4 separate regions of the Mus musculus genome follow, and regions 2, 3 and 4 are each linked to region 1. The links are chromatin contacts, called in public promoter capture Hi-C maps. All regions are on one chromosome and are shown on one strand. The core of a region is the stretch at or near the end of the contact, and the rest is flanking DNA. Distances in the headings are between cores, read along the strand shown.

The links. Promoter capture Hi-C pulls out the DNA fragments that hold promoters and counts their contacts.
Region 2: a promoter capture Hi-C map of pre-B cells shows a contact between it and region 1, with 5 times the contacts expected there. The contact joins the promoter of Cfap58 here to the promoter of Kazald1 in region 1. A contact is called at or near these places in 2 of 39 promoter capture datasets (neutrophils and pre-B cells).
Region 3: a promoter capture Hi-C map of pre-B cells shows a contact between it and region 1, with 5 times the contacts expected there. The contact joins the promoter of Pi4k2a here to the promoter of Kazald1 in region 1. A contact is called at or near these places in 2 of 39 promoter capture datasets (the C10 cell line and pre-B cells) and 1 of 484 Hi-C or Micro-C datasets (pre-B cells).
Region 4: a contact with region 1 is called in a promoter capture Hi-C map of pre-B cells, with 2.7 times the contacts expected there. The contact joins the promoter of Atp5md here to the promoter of Kazald1 in region 1. A contact is called at or near these places in 3 of 39 promoter capture datasets (liver and pre-B cells).

Annotation. Positions count from the first base shown.
Region 1 is chr19:45,074,811-45,077,510 of GRCm38.p6, forward strand. It overlaps Kazald1 (Kazal-type serine peptidase inhibitor domain 1), which reads left to right and starts at 1,277. Exons shown (of 5, transcript NM_178929.5): 1 at 1,277-1,426; 2 at 1,854-2,403. The coding sequence starts at 1,872. It overlaps Gm35782 (a long non-coding RNA gene), which reads right to left and starts at 299. Exons shown (of 4, transcript XR_877888.1): 1 at 212-299.
Region 2 is chr19:47,936,263-47,938,962 of GRCm38.p6, forward strand. It overlaps Cfap58 (cilia and flagella associated protein 58), which reads left to right and starts at 1,450. Exons shown (of 18, transcript NM_001163267.1): 1 at 1,450-1,574. The coding sequence starts at 1,566.
Region 3 is chr19:42,089,080-42,091,779 of GRCm38.p6, forward strand. It overlaps Pi4k2a (phosphatidylinositol 4-kinase type 2 alpha), which reads left to right and starts at 1,356. Exons shown (of 9, transcript NM_145501.2): 1 at 1,356-1,857. The coding sequence starts at 1,423.
Region 4 is chr19:47,089,267-47,091,966 of GRCm38.p6, forward strand. It overlaps Atp5md (ATP synthase membrane subunit DAPIT), which reads right to left and starts at 1,381. Exons shown (of 4, transcript NM_023211.5): 1 at 1,307-1,381. It overlaps Pdcd11 (programmed cell death 11), which reads left to right and starts at 1,500. Exons shown (of 36, transcript NM_011053.2): 1 at 1,500-1,601.

The sequences.
Region 1 (2,700 bases), core at 27-2,526:
CAGGCCAACAGTTAACGCGTCCTCCAACCAAGGGATTGCCTAGCACCACCATCGGAATCTGCCTGCCCTCGTTCTTTCCTGGCTTAAAAGCCGCGGGCTTTTCCTTTTCTAGCTTGCCGTTGGGATTCTCGCGACAATCCCGAAACCTCGCGTGAAATTCGCTTCCCGTCTCCTCGGAGTTTGGGATTGCCTGTGTACAGCTCTCTTCTACCTTGTCGGAACCCCTCTGATCAGAGGCAGCGTCTCTGCTGACTGAACGCTCCTTTGAGGAGGGCTCGGCCAAAGTCAGAACTGCGCGGTGACTGCAGTGCTTCTTCCTCGCAGGGTAGAGCGGAGCCGCCGCAGGCCGCGGACGCACGCGCAGTCAGAACCTCTGACGCCTTCTGGGCGGGGCCTATATAAGCCCCACCCTTCCCTTGCCTAAAAGCCCGGTTTCCTTCTGCTCCTCCTCCTCCTAGGAGCTTGGATTGCGGTTTTTGGAAGCTGTTTGGGGGCCGGCGGGGGCGGGGCCTGCCATTCTCGGGGTGGTGGGCGGGCCTCCGGGGATGCTTTGCTTCCTGCCCCTAACCCAAAAGTGCCACCGTGGCGTTGGCGGAGGTCTCCAGACTGAACACTTTTGGCCCCGACATGCTCGAATTTTGCAACCTGTAATCCGGAGCCCAGAGACGCCCTATGGGGAGTCACCCGCCGGCCTTGCTGCGGCCGCTAGTCAGTTCCGACCTCTAATCACCAGGCTCCTCCGCGGGTTCAAGCACCTGCCCTATATTGGGAGGGAGGTAGCCAGATGTGGATGGCAGCTGGAAAAGCTTATAGTCTAGTCTGCGCCCCAGTGGAGAGACTGGGTGAACACAGCTGCAAACCGTGCCCAGAGGAAGCTGGCCCCGAGCCTGGCCTCCAGAAACGCCCATAGTGTTGAAGTCAATTTTACATTGAGTAAAATTTCTTAGCCTTTCCTTCTTTCTATATTGTAGCTGTTTGCCGCTCTCCAGACCTAAATCAGATGAGACAGGACCTGAGGCTCAGCCAACAGTTTGAGCTCCTCGGCCATTCCACCCCTATTCTCTTCTCATAGCCTTTGCTTTCCCAGTGGCGGCGTCTGGTTACGCGGCTCTGTACACTCATTGTGACTTTGGGCTAGGGTCGAAGTGAAAGGCCCAGGAGGGTCCTTGTGAGACTGGATAAAATTATCGGCCTCGGGGCCAGGGAAGAAGGCGGGTATTCGACATCTGGGGGCGGGGAGAAGAGGCGGAGGAGTTTCTCTTTGAATCTTAAGTCTGTGGGCTGCCAGCGATCCCCTGACAGAAGCAGGGGTGGCCTGCGGGTCTGGCTGGCCGTGCATGCGACTCTTCGTTCCCTACCGTTTTTTTTTTTTTTTTTTTTTTAGGTTGGAAATCCCAGCTGTTAAGGGCCTAGTCCAAGGCACTAGGTGAGTCGCTGGTATGTCCCCAGCACCATCACCCCAACCTGAAGTTTTTACATCAAGTGTAGTTTTATCTATCTCTGGGGCAAAGATGCATCAGAGTTGGGTGGTTTCTGGAGGTGATGCTGGTGTGTGTGTGCGCGCGCGCGTGCATATATGTATGCATGTGTGTGTGTGTATACGCGTATGTCTGTGTATGGGTGTGTGCATCCCTGCATGGGTGTTAGTGATCATTCCCCGATACACTCTCTCTTTATTCCCTAGTCCCCAAGACCAGCTTAATCAATTACCAACTGGCATAAACCCCTGGGAATCACCAGGCTTCTTTGTTAGGGCTTCTAGTTGGCTACAGGGTAGCAGAGGATAGAATCAAGCTTTTATACAGCCTTGACTTTATCTCTGACCTCCAGACCTGGCTTCCCTCTCCTGGCAGGGTGCCACCTACGCGCCGATGCCCCGAGTGTTCACAGGGCTTCCAGCTAACTATGCTGCACCTACCTTGGCGCTGTCCTTGCTACTACCATTATTGCTGGTGGTGTGGACCCAGCTACCCGTTAGCGCGAGGCCGTCCACAGGCCCCGATTACCTGCGGCGAGGCTGGCTGCGGCTGCTAGCCGAGGGCGAGGGTTGTGCTCCCTGCCGGCCAGAAGAGTGCGCTGCGCCGCGGGGATGCCTAGCAGGCCGGGTGCGGGATGCGTGCGGCTGCTGCTGGGAATGCGCAAACCTGGAGGGCCAGCTCTGCGATCTGGACCCCAGCGCTAACTTCTACGGGCGCTGCGGCGAGCAGCTCGAGTGCAGGCTGGACGCGGGCGGTGACCTGAGTCGAGGAGAGGTGCCGGAGCCGCTGTGTGTCTGCCGCTCGCAGCGCCCGCTCTGTGGTTCGGACGGCCGAACCTACGCGCAGATCTGTCGCCTGCAGGAGGCCGCCCGCGCTCGGCTGGACGCTAACCTCACTGTGGTGCATCCGGGGCCCTGCGAATCGGGTACGCAAGTCCAGGGCTTTTAGTACCAGGAACCCTGGCTCCCCAAAGGCACTACTCCCGGATCCCCGACAGCGTTGCTCTGTGGTCAGCAGAATGAATAGTTGAGGGAGACCATGAGCCTCAAAGGCTGCCAACTAAAAAGCAGGTTGAGATTTGTTGCCAGGTTTGAGGTGCCTAAGAGCTCTATCCAGGCAGGTCCTTGCAGGGACTGGCCTCCGAAGGAACAGGCACATAGCCAATAGCTGGGTCTGAACTGAAAGGACCCCCCTTCACCCAAAACTTTGCGTAGACTGCTGG
Region 2 (2,700 bases), core at 200-2,699, 2.9 Mb after region 1:
GTTTTTACCCTCTTGATTGGCATAGATTTCTAAATATTACTATAAAAATATGTATGTATTACTATAAAAATTAAAAAGACCTACTTAAGCATTCCCCAAAGGAATGTTATTGAAACGTCCAAATAAAGAAAAGTAAAATTTTCCTATGTCATTTTATTATTTTTATTCTTTGAAATTTCAATAAATATTTACAGGGATAAAAATGTTGGCAAAGGTTATGAACAGGGAAGCTCACAGAAGGGAGGCCCAGAGCAGCTCGTGTTCATAGGAAGAAAAATGCTCAATTTCTTCAGTGGAGGAAGCGAAAGTAAAAGCAAAATGTGCCTCTGCTTCTTCCAGCCCATTGACAGAATTTGAAAATTGCCTAATTAGATGAACTAATGTTTGTCTAGCCCTTGCTTGATGCTCAGTAAACGCCGGATGGGTGCAGAACCTGGGACATTCGCTGTGGTACAACATATATAGGGCAGTGCCATTAAGGGATTGCACCTTTGCTGTTGGAAAGCAGAGTCCACTTTTAGGCAGGAAAAGGTACACGCTTCGGATAGTCACGTGGTCACTGCGTCTTAGGTTCACGAGTTGCTACGGAACAGAGCTTTTGCCTATGTGTAGTGGGTGAAGTGGAAGAATACATCTTACAATAGGGACATGGAAAAGGAGAGGAGAGGTTGTCTTAGCCCCAGTGGCCCTTCGGTGAGATTTCTTTTGCAGAACACACATGCGTGTTCTAATATGATGTCCCCTAGGATTCCCCTATGCACAACCTCGCTCATCAATATCTCCTACAGGGGAATTTATATATAGGTCCGTAAAATGCACACCAGTCAACAATGGCTATGGTGGTGATTGGTGAATTGGAGGCAGCCTTGTTATTCAACATTTGAGGAAGGAAATGACATGTGTCGGGTCTTCAATTTGAAATGCCAAGCAGAAGTCTGAAGCAACGGACACCAGTGCAATAAAATTAGGCCCTAGAAAAGAACGCTGCCCAGTGAGAAAAGAACATATTTCTAACGTTCATTAGCAAACTAATAAAAACACACGAGAAAATGGGATTGATTTTTTTTAAAAATACATATCTGAGCACACAAGCACTTATTAACAATCTTTGTGGCTGAATTTGAGGGTTGGGAAATAGGGCTAGCGATAAAGAGAAAGAAAACCACATTTCACGAACAAGACTGATTATCCATCCCAGCTCTATGCATTCACAGTGCACTGGTTTCTTGAGTCTGGGGATTCTGCTATGCCTCTCAGGGGCACGGTTCCTTGGCTCCATCCCCTTCAGGATATATTTGCATATTTCTCTGCGGACCACTGCCGGGTACCGACCTACGGGGCTCCGCCCCTTTCGAACCTGTGCTTTGCCTCAGCGGCAGGGGGCGTGGCGGTTGCCAGGCGACCGAAGACGCACCGAGCGCCGGATTTCGGCGCCCGGGCTGGCGATCAGAAAAACGTGTCGCCCTTTTAGACACTGGGGGCAGTGCACAGCCCCTTCTCCAGACTCCAGCCCAGTTTTCTGATCTCCTCGGCAGCCTTTGAGGCCGCCTCCAAACAGCGTCAGGATGACGGAGGTCAGGAGTCAGAGCCCCTCTTTTTCTCCTTGGTTCTCTTCCTGTCATCTCTTTCCTACTGGAACTCATCCTTTGTTACACTCACTAATTCTGATCCTCCTTCACAAGCACCCCTGCTATATGCATCCTCACGCTTTTTCTCTCGTGGCTCTGTCCCACCTCTCCTCTCTTCATGAATTCGCAGACCGTGACTGGCAGTCTGAACTGCGGGCGATTACTGATACCGCAGCAGAGATGTTATTGAAAATGTCTCATTGTTACTTTCCTCATTAACCTCTCCACCTGTCGCGCCCTGATCCCCTAACACATGATCACCAGCTGTCACACTTTCATCACGGCCCTCCAGCTCATTGTCATTGCCCTGTGCTCTCATTGACCCCGTGTTAACATCCCGCAGCCCCGTCTCTCGCCTGTGTTACTGGACACTTCATCTTCAGCTGCACTGATGAGGGCTGACTTCTGCATCCTTCAGTAACCTGTCTGTCCATTAGCCCTCTCATCTATAACCTCGACAGCCCTACATCCTTGCCATCACTTGACATGCAGAGTTCTCATTTATCTTGGTCTTACTTAAATTCTTCACCGATCTATCAGAGTGCACCCGCACCTTACCTATTATATACCATTTCCAGCCAGTATCAGCTGTATAATCTGTGAGTTCCAGAGTAAAATGAAAAGCTTTTTAAAATTACTAAGACTTTTAAGCTGTGACAGCAGAGAATTTAACCAAGGTAGAAGTCTTCTGAGTACTAAGTCTTGAGTGAGTGACTGGGCCCACACCCATGAAACCAGCCCCGGTCCCAACATCTCCTAGCACAACCGTGCCCCGCCCAATTGCTTCTTGTCCTCTCTCTGCCTTTGCATCTCCTCACCATTCCATCTCCTCCACCTCAACTCTGCCTTTGTAAGCTCCACCCCCATCGTTCCTTATCCCCCCACACTGTCCCTGCTCCCAGTTGCCATCACTCAGTGTCCCGGGAGACTGTGGTCACATCACCGCTCCCCACTACCTGGTCTCTTTCATGACTCTTCACTTCCCATCTTCGCTTCTTGGTTCTGCTTGCTCTCATTTTTATTCCTCATTCTTTTGCTTTGCTTTGTGTTTTCTCTGGTTCTCACTGTCCTC
Region 3 (2,700 bases), core at 106-2,605, 3.0 Mb before region 1:
ACTCTCTCTTCTGTGCCTGTCCGTGTGAAGGTACCTGAAAAGGCTTAAAGGAGGGTGTCAGATTCCCTAGAGCAAGGCTTAGAGGTTTTTGTGGCCCACCTGATATGAGTGCTGGGAACTGGTTCCGGTTCCGGTTCCGGTTCCGGTTCCGGTGTAAGAGCAGCAAGTGCCTTAGCTGTTCCTCCATGCCTGCAGCCTCTGTTCTGTCTCTAGGTTTAGAGTGGATGCGCTCTACATTGCACTCCTGCAAGCTCTGCCCTCTGAAGCTTCCGGATGTCACGTGCCCTCTGCTGGCTCACTAGGCCTTTAGTGTTTAGCTCTGCTTTTCCTCAGCCAAGCAGGGTGTCCTAAATAGGCTTTAGCCTTCTTCCTCCTTCACTTTGGCAATGCTCCCTGTGCATGGTATGCCTTTTCTTCCCTTCTCCCCTTGCAATTCAGCTACTTCCTTTAGCAGCTGGCTCTTGGTACAGACCCTGTATACGGCCTTTTCTCACGTTCTCAAGTCTATGAACTATTGCGAACTTTCAGCTAATATTGTTAGCTTTATATCTGTCTCCGGTGGTGCTTATACAGAGTGAGGACAAAGCTTCTTCCTTTTATTAATGAAAACGAGGACCAACTGTGTCTAGACATTCAGGTGAATAAAGTCACGGACTAATTTATTCTCAAGGGACCAAAGCTTTCCTCAATGATCAGATTTACATAGTATATGAGCAAAGCATACTATGTAAACTGCATGAAGACTGACATTTATTATTTACTTTTGGTTTTTCGAGACAGGGTTTCTCTGTGTAATCTTGGCCGTCCTGGAACTCACTATGGCCGCAAACTCAAAGAAACAGATCTACCTGCCTCTGACTTCCAAGTGCAAGGTTTAAAGGTTTAAAGGCATCCGCCCGGCTGAGGTACTAGGATTTTTTTTTTTTAACTTATTGCGATAGCACAAGTGACCTATGTCATTGTTGTCGTTTCAATTCTTTGTCCATAGCTGGTGCTTAGTGACACAAAAATGACATTTTGCAGTTTCACAGTCAGCTCAGCGTAGCCAGTCAATAAGTTAGCAAGGAAGCAGCTATCGGAAAAGCTTCCGAAGATCTGTCTGCCAATTGGAAGCTGGGGCGGGCTAAGGGCAGAGGGCGTACCTAACCCGGGTTTGTCTCGAGCATGCGCGGTCTCCACAGAAGGTGACGCGAAAGCTAAGGAGGCCGCGATTGCGTAGGCGCAGGTTCTGATTGGCCACTACACAAGCGCGAGGGGCCGTGCCTACGCGTCGCCAAGTAAACAGGACAGGCTAGGGGCGGAGCTACGGAGGCGCGGCTCCCTGGTTGGCCAAGCGGGAGGTGGGGGAGTGCCGCGGATTGGTCACGGCCGCGAGCTCGCTGGTGTGGAGCGCGCCGGGTCCCCGAGCCGGCGGCCTGAGGGATGGACGAGACGAGCCCGCTAGTGTCCCCCGAGCGGGCCCAACCCCCGGAGTACACCTTCCCGTCGGGCTCCGGAGCTCACTTTCCGCAAGTACCGGGGGGCGCGGTCCGCGTGGCGGCGGCGGCCGGCTCCGGCCCGTCACCGCCGTGCTCGCCCGGCCACGACCGGGAGCGGCAGCCCCTGCTGGACCGGGCCCGGGGCGCGGCGGCGCAGGGCCAGACCCACACGGTGGCGGTGCAGGCCCAGGCCCTGGCCGCCCAAGCGGCCGTGGCGGCGCACGCCGTTCAGACCCACCGCGAGCGGAACGACTTCCCGGAGGACCCCGAGTTCGAGGTGGTGGTGCGGCAGGCCGAGGTTGCCATCGAGTGCAGCATCTATCCCGAGCGCATCTACCAGGGCTCCAGTGGAAGCTACTTCGTCAAGGACTCTCAGGGGGTGAGCGCGGGGGTGCGGGCGCAGCGGGGGCGGCGCCCTGGGACCGGGGAAAGGGGGAATCGAAAGGGTGCAGAAAAGAAACTTCAGCGCCAGCCCCCGGCGAGATTGGGGATGCTTCTGGGGACTGGAAGTGGAGAAACCTCGCGGGATGAAGAAATCAATCAGAACCTTTTTGCAGGGGAAGGCGTGAGCGAAAAGAGAAAAGAGGAAATTGACCAGATACGGGGCAGAAAAGTCCTGACCCAAGCTGCTTTCCAGTCGGTCCCTTAGCTTCAAACTACTGGGACAAGTAGCTAGTCATTGCCTCCAGATTCAGGGTTTTAGACCTATTCTCTTTCACCTTTTATTTATTTATTTTAGTTTGGCCCAAAGCTGTGTGTCGACCCATCACGGACTCAGAGGATTTAATTCCCTCTTGTGTTGTGGGGCTGTCTTTGTAGGGATCCCAGGTTTCTTATTAGCAGTCATTGGTGACAGCGTGGGTGGATTCGTCAGTGTCATCTGTCCTGATTATTGCTCACTTCTGGGAAAAGGTTCATATCGTTGCTTATGGTTCCTCAGTGTCAGAGTGTGGAGCTTTAAAAACACGAAACTGTCTCCTGCCCTTTAATTTTTCCTTCAGTTCTATATTAGCAGTTTACTTAGCTAGGGCAGTTTTGCTGACCTTAATTCTGTCGCCTGCTTTTGTACTGGGGGGGTGTGGAAGCAGGATAATGTGGGGCATGAGGTGACTGAGGCAGCGAAGAAGTGACCTTTATCCATTTGAGACTTCATAAGAATTTAAAACTTTGGACACAGATCAGACCAGAGCTATTAGAGGATTAGTAGGTCAAGATATGTCAG
Region 4 (2,700 bases), core at 131-2,630, 2.0 Mb after region 1:
ATGCCCTGTATGGAATTTTTATTTTATTTTATTTATCTCAGTCTGTAGCCCCAGATGCCTGTACTCACTACATAGATTAGGCTGGCCTTGAAATTACAGAGATCTGCCCAACAGTGTTGGGACTAGAGGGACAAGCCATTCACACCTGGCAATAGGAACAAATAAAACTAAAATGTCCTGTCCTTGCAGTCATGTGCAAGCTTAGAGCCATTTGGTAGTGGAAAAAAATCACCAAAGACTAATAATTGTGAGCCTGTGAGTTAGTATTTTTTAAAAAAATGTACTACTGTTGAACAGCAGCCTGCTACAAAGTCTAAGCTGACAGGTTTTGCTTCTGTTTCTAAATAATCCAATAACTACTATTAAATACCACCAGCCTTTCCATGTGAAATGGGCATTTCATTAAAGTCTTGGGGTGAGCAGCTGCCCTTGCTTTGTAACAGGCTCCTGGATACAGCTATTCCCGTCTTATGGGCACCTATCTGGAGTAGTGCCATCACCAGGTATAAGGAAGATGAAAGTCAAAGGACCACAAGCAGCAAACAGCCTCTGTGGAAACCCTTGCACTGATCAAACACGGCAGTGACTCTCAACCTTCCTAATGCTGCGACCTTCCTTCTGTTGTGGTGAAACCTCTCTTCCCCCTCCCCCAATAAAATTATTCCGTTGCTCCTTCACAGCTGTAATTTTGCTACGGCTAGGAGTCTCGTAATGTAAATAAATATTTTTGGAGATAGAGGCTTGTCAAAGCGATCATGATCCACAGGTTCAGAACCGCTGGGATACAAAATCTAATCCGTTTTTAGAGCCCAGGCCTGGAGAACCGCAGGGCCATTCCACGTTTACTCTGGTTTTGACAAAGGCCACGGCGCAGGTAAAGGAGACCTGGTTTCCCGATCGCAGCTCGGAGGAAACAAATCGCTATGGCCATAGAGGCCAAGACACACGAACTCTGCCAGAGATGGGGTCAAAATCCAGAGTCCTCTCTCAACATCCACTGGATGGATGACCTTGGGGAGCTCCCCTCTCGACCGGCCTCACTCCCAATCCACACTGGGAAGTGGGGCATAAGGCTCTCCGCTAACCGTGCGAGCCCTGGGGCGCTCGTCACTCGCGGTGCTGAGGCTTCCTAGATCCGCCATGGGGCCCTGACCCTCATTTTCTCCAGCGCCTTTCCCATTCCCCAGCGTCTCCCCGCAAAAAGAAAACCTCGCGCTGTTCCGGGGCTGGAAAAACGGCCAGACTCTAGTCGGCCCTACAAAGCTCAATCACCGGACCGAGCAGCCAAGAGCGCTTTCTCACCCACCTTCGTCCGAACCCCAAACTCGGCGGCCGATGTCCTTCAACAAACCTAGCGACGAGCTCGGCCCGACCGGAAGACGCCCCCTCCCCGCACGCGACCGACAGGCCGCGACGACTCGGCCCTCGGCGTGGATTGGCTATAAACGCCAAGTCCCGCCCTTCTACTTCCCGTTTCAGCCGGCGTCAGACCCGACGTCAGAACGGAAGTAGCCCTGGTCTTACCTACGCTCGTGGACGAGTCGCGTGGAGCTGTCGGCTCCCTGTTCTGCGCGTGCGATTGCGTTGAGACGCTCCGTGAGGTATGCGGCGGTGGGAGCCTTGGGGCTGATGACACGGGAGCTTCGGCGTGGAGGGAGGAGACTTCATGCCTGTCACCTCGGCTTCCTGGCCTGGGTCTCCGGGTTTCGTGCTAAGCACAGTTGGCTTGGGATGGGAGGTCTTATTCCCTCAATCCCCTCGGAGCTAGCAGTTCATGCAAGCCATGCTGTCCTCTGCAGGTACCTTAAGTGCCTTCTCTACGTGATCGCCAGACTGTTTGGTGCCTCGGTCTCATCGGGTCTATAATGGGAACTATAGAGTCCCAGCGAAGTAGACCTTGTGAGCTATACTGTTTCTACGAAGCATGCACCCATAACAGAACAAACCTTACATTTTTCGTTCGTCGTCCCTTTCACAGTCTCACTCGGCTACTAAAGTTTTCTTCCTAGGTATCCCAGAACCAACCAGGCTGCCCTGCGTCTTCATTTATACCTCGTCTTGGTTCTCATGGTTTCCCTGATGTGCATCGTTTAAATCCTTACACTGGCTTTCACTTCTGTCCAATCTGTAGACTGAGGAATATTCTCCATTATTTTGTCACGTTCCCCATGGCTCTGAAGTACCAAGTAAACGCAAACTATTAATTTTTTAAGTATCTTTCACCAAAGAGCCAAATTATTTTCTAAAATATAAGTTGTTACCATGCTTTATTTTCCCTGTAGCTTAATTGAATAATTCAGCTTTTTAGAAAGCCTTTGAAGAGTTGTTTGACAGGCAACTGGTTGGTGTATTTTGAGAAATAAACTTTTTCTTTCTTTCTTTCTTTCTTTTTTTTTTTTTTTTTTTGAGACATAGTTTCTCTGTATAGCTCTGGCTGTCCTGGAACTCACTTTGTAGACCAGGCTGGCCTCGAACTCAGAAATCCGCCTGCCTCTGCCTCCCAAAGTGCTGGGATTAAAGGCATGTGTCATCACGCCTGGCAAACTTTTTCTTGTTTCTCTGTTGTTGTTGTTGTTGTTGTTGTTTTTAGCATTGTCTACCATCATATTTCTATTTACTATTATTATAGTTATTTTTGAGACAGGGTCTCATTATGGAGTCCTGTCTTGTCTGAAACTCACAGAGATAGGCCTTCCTCTG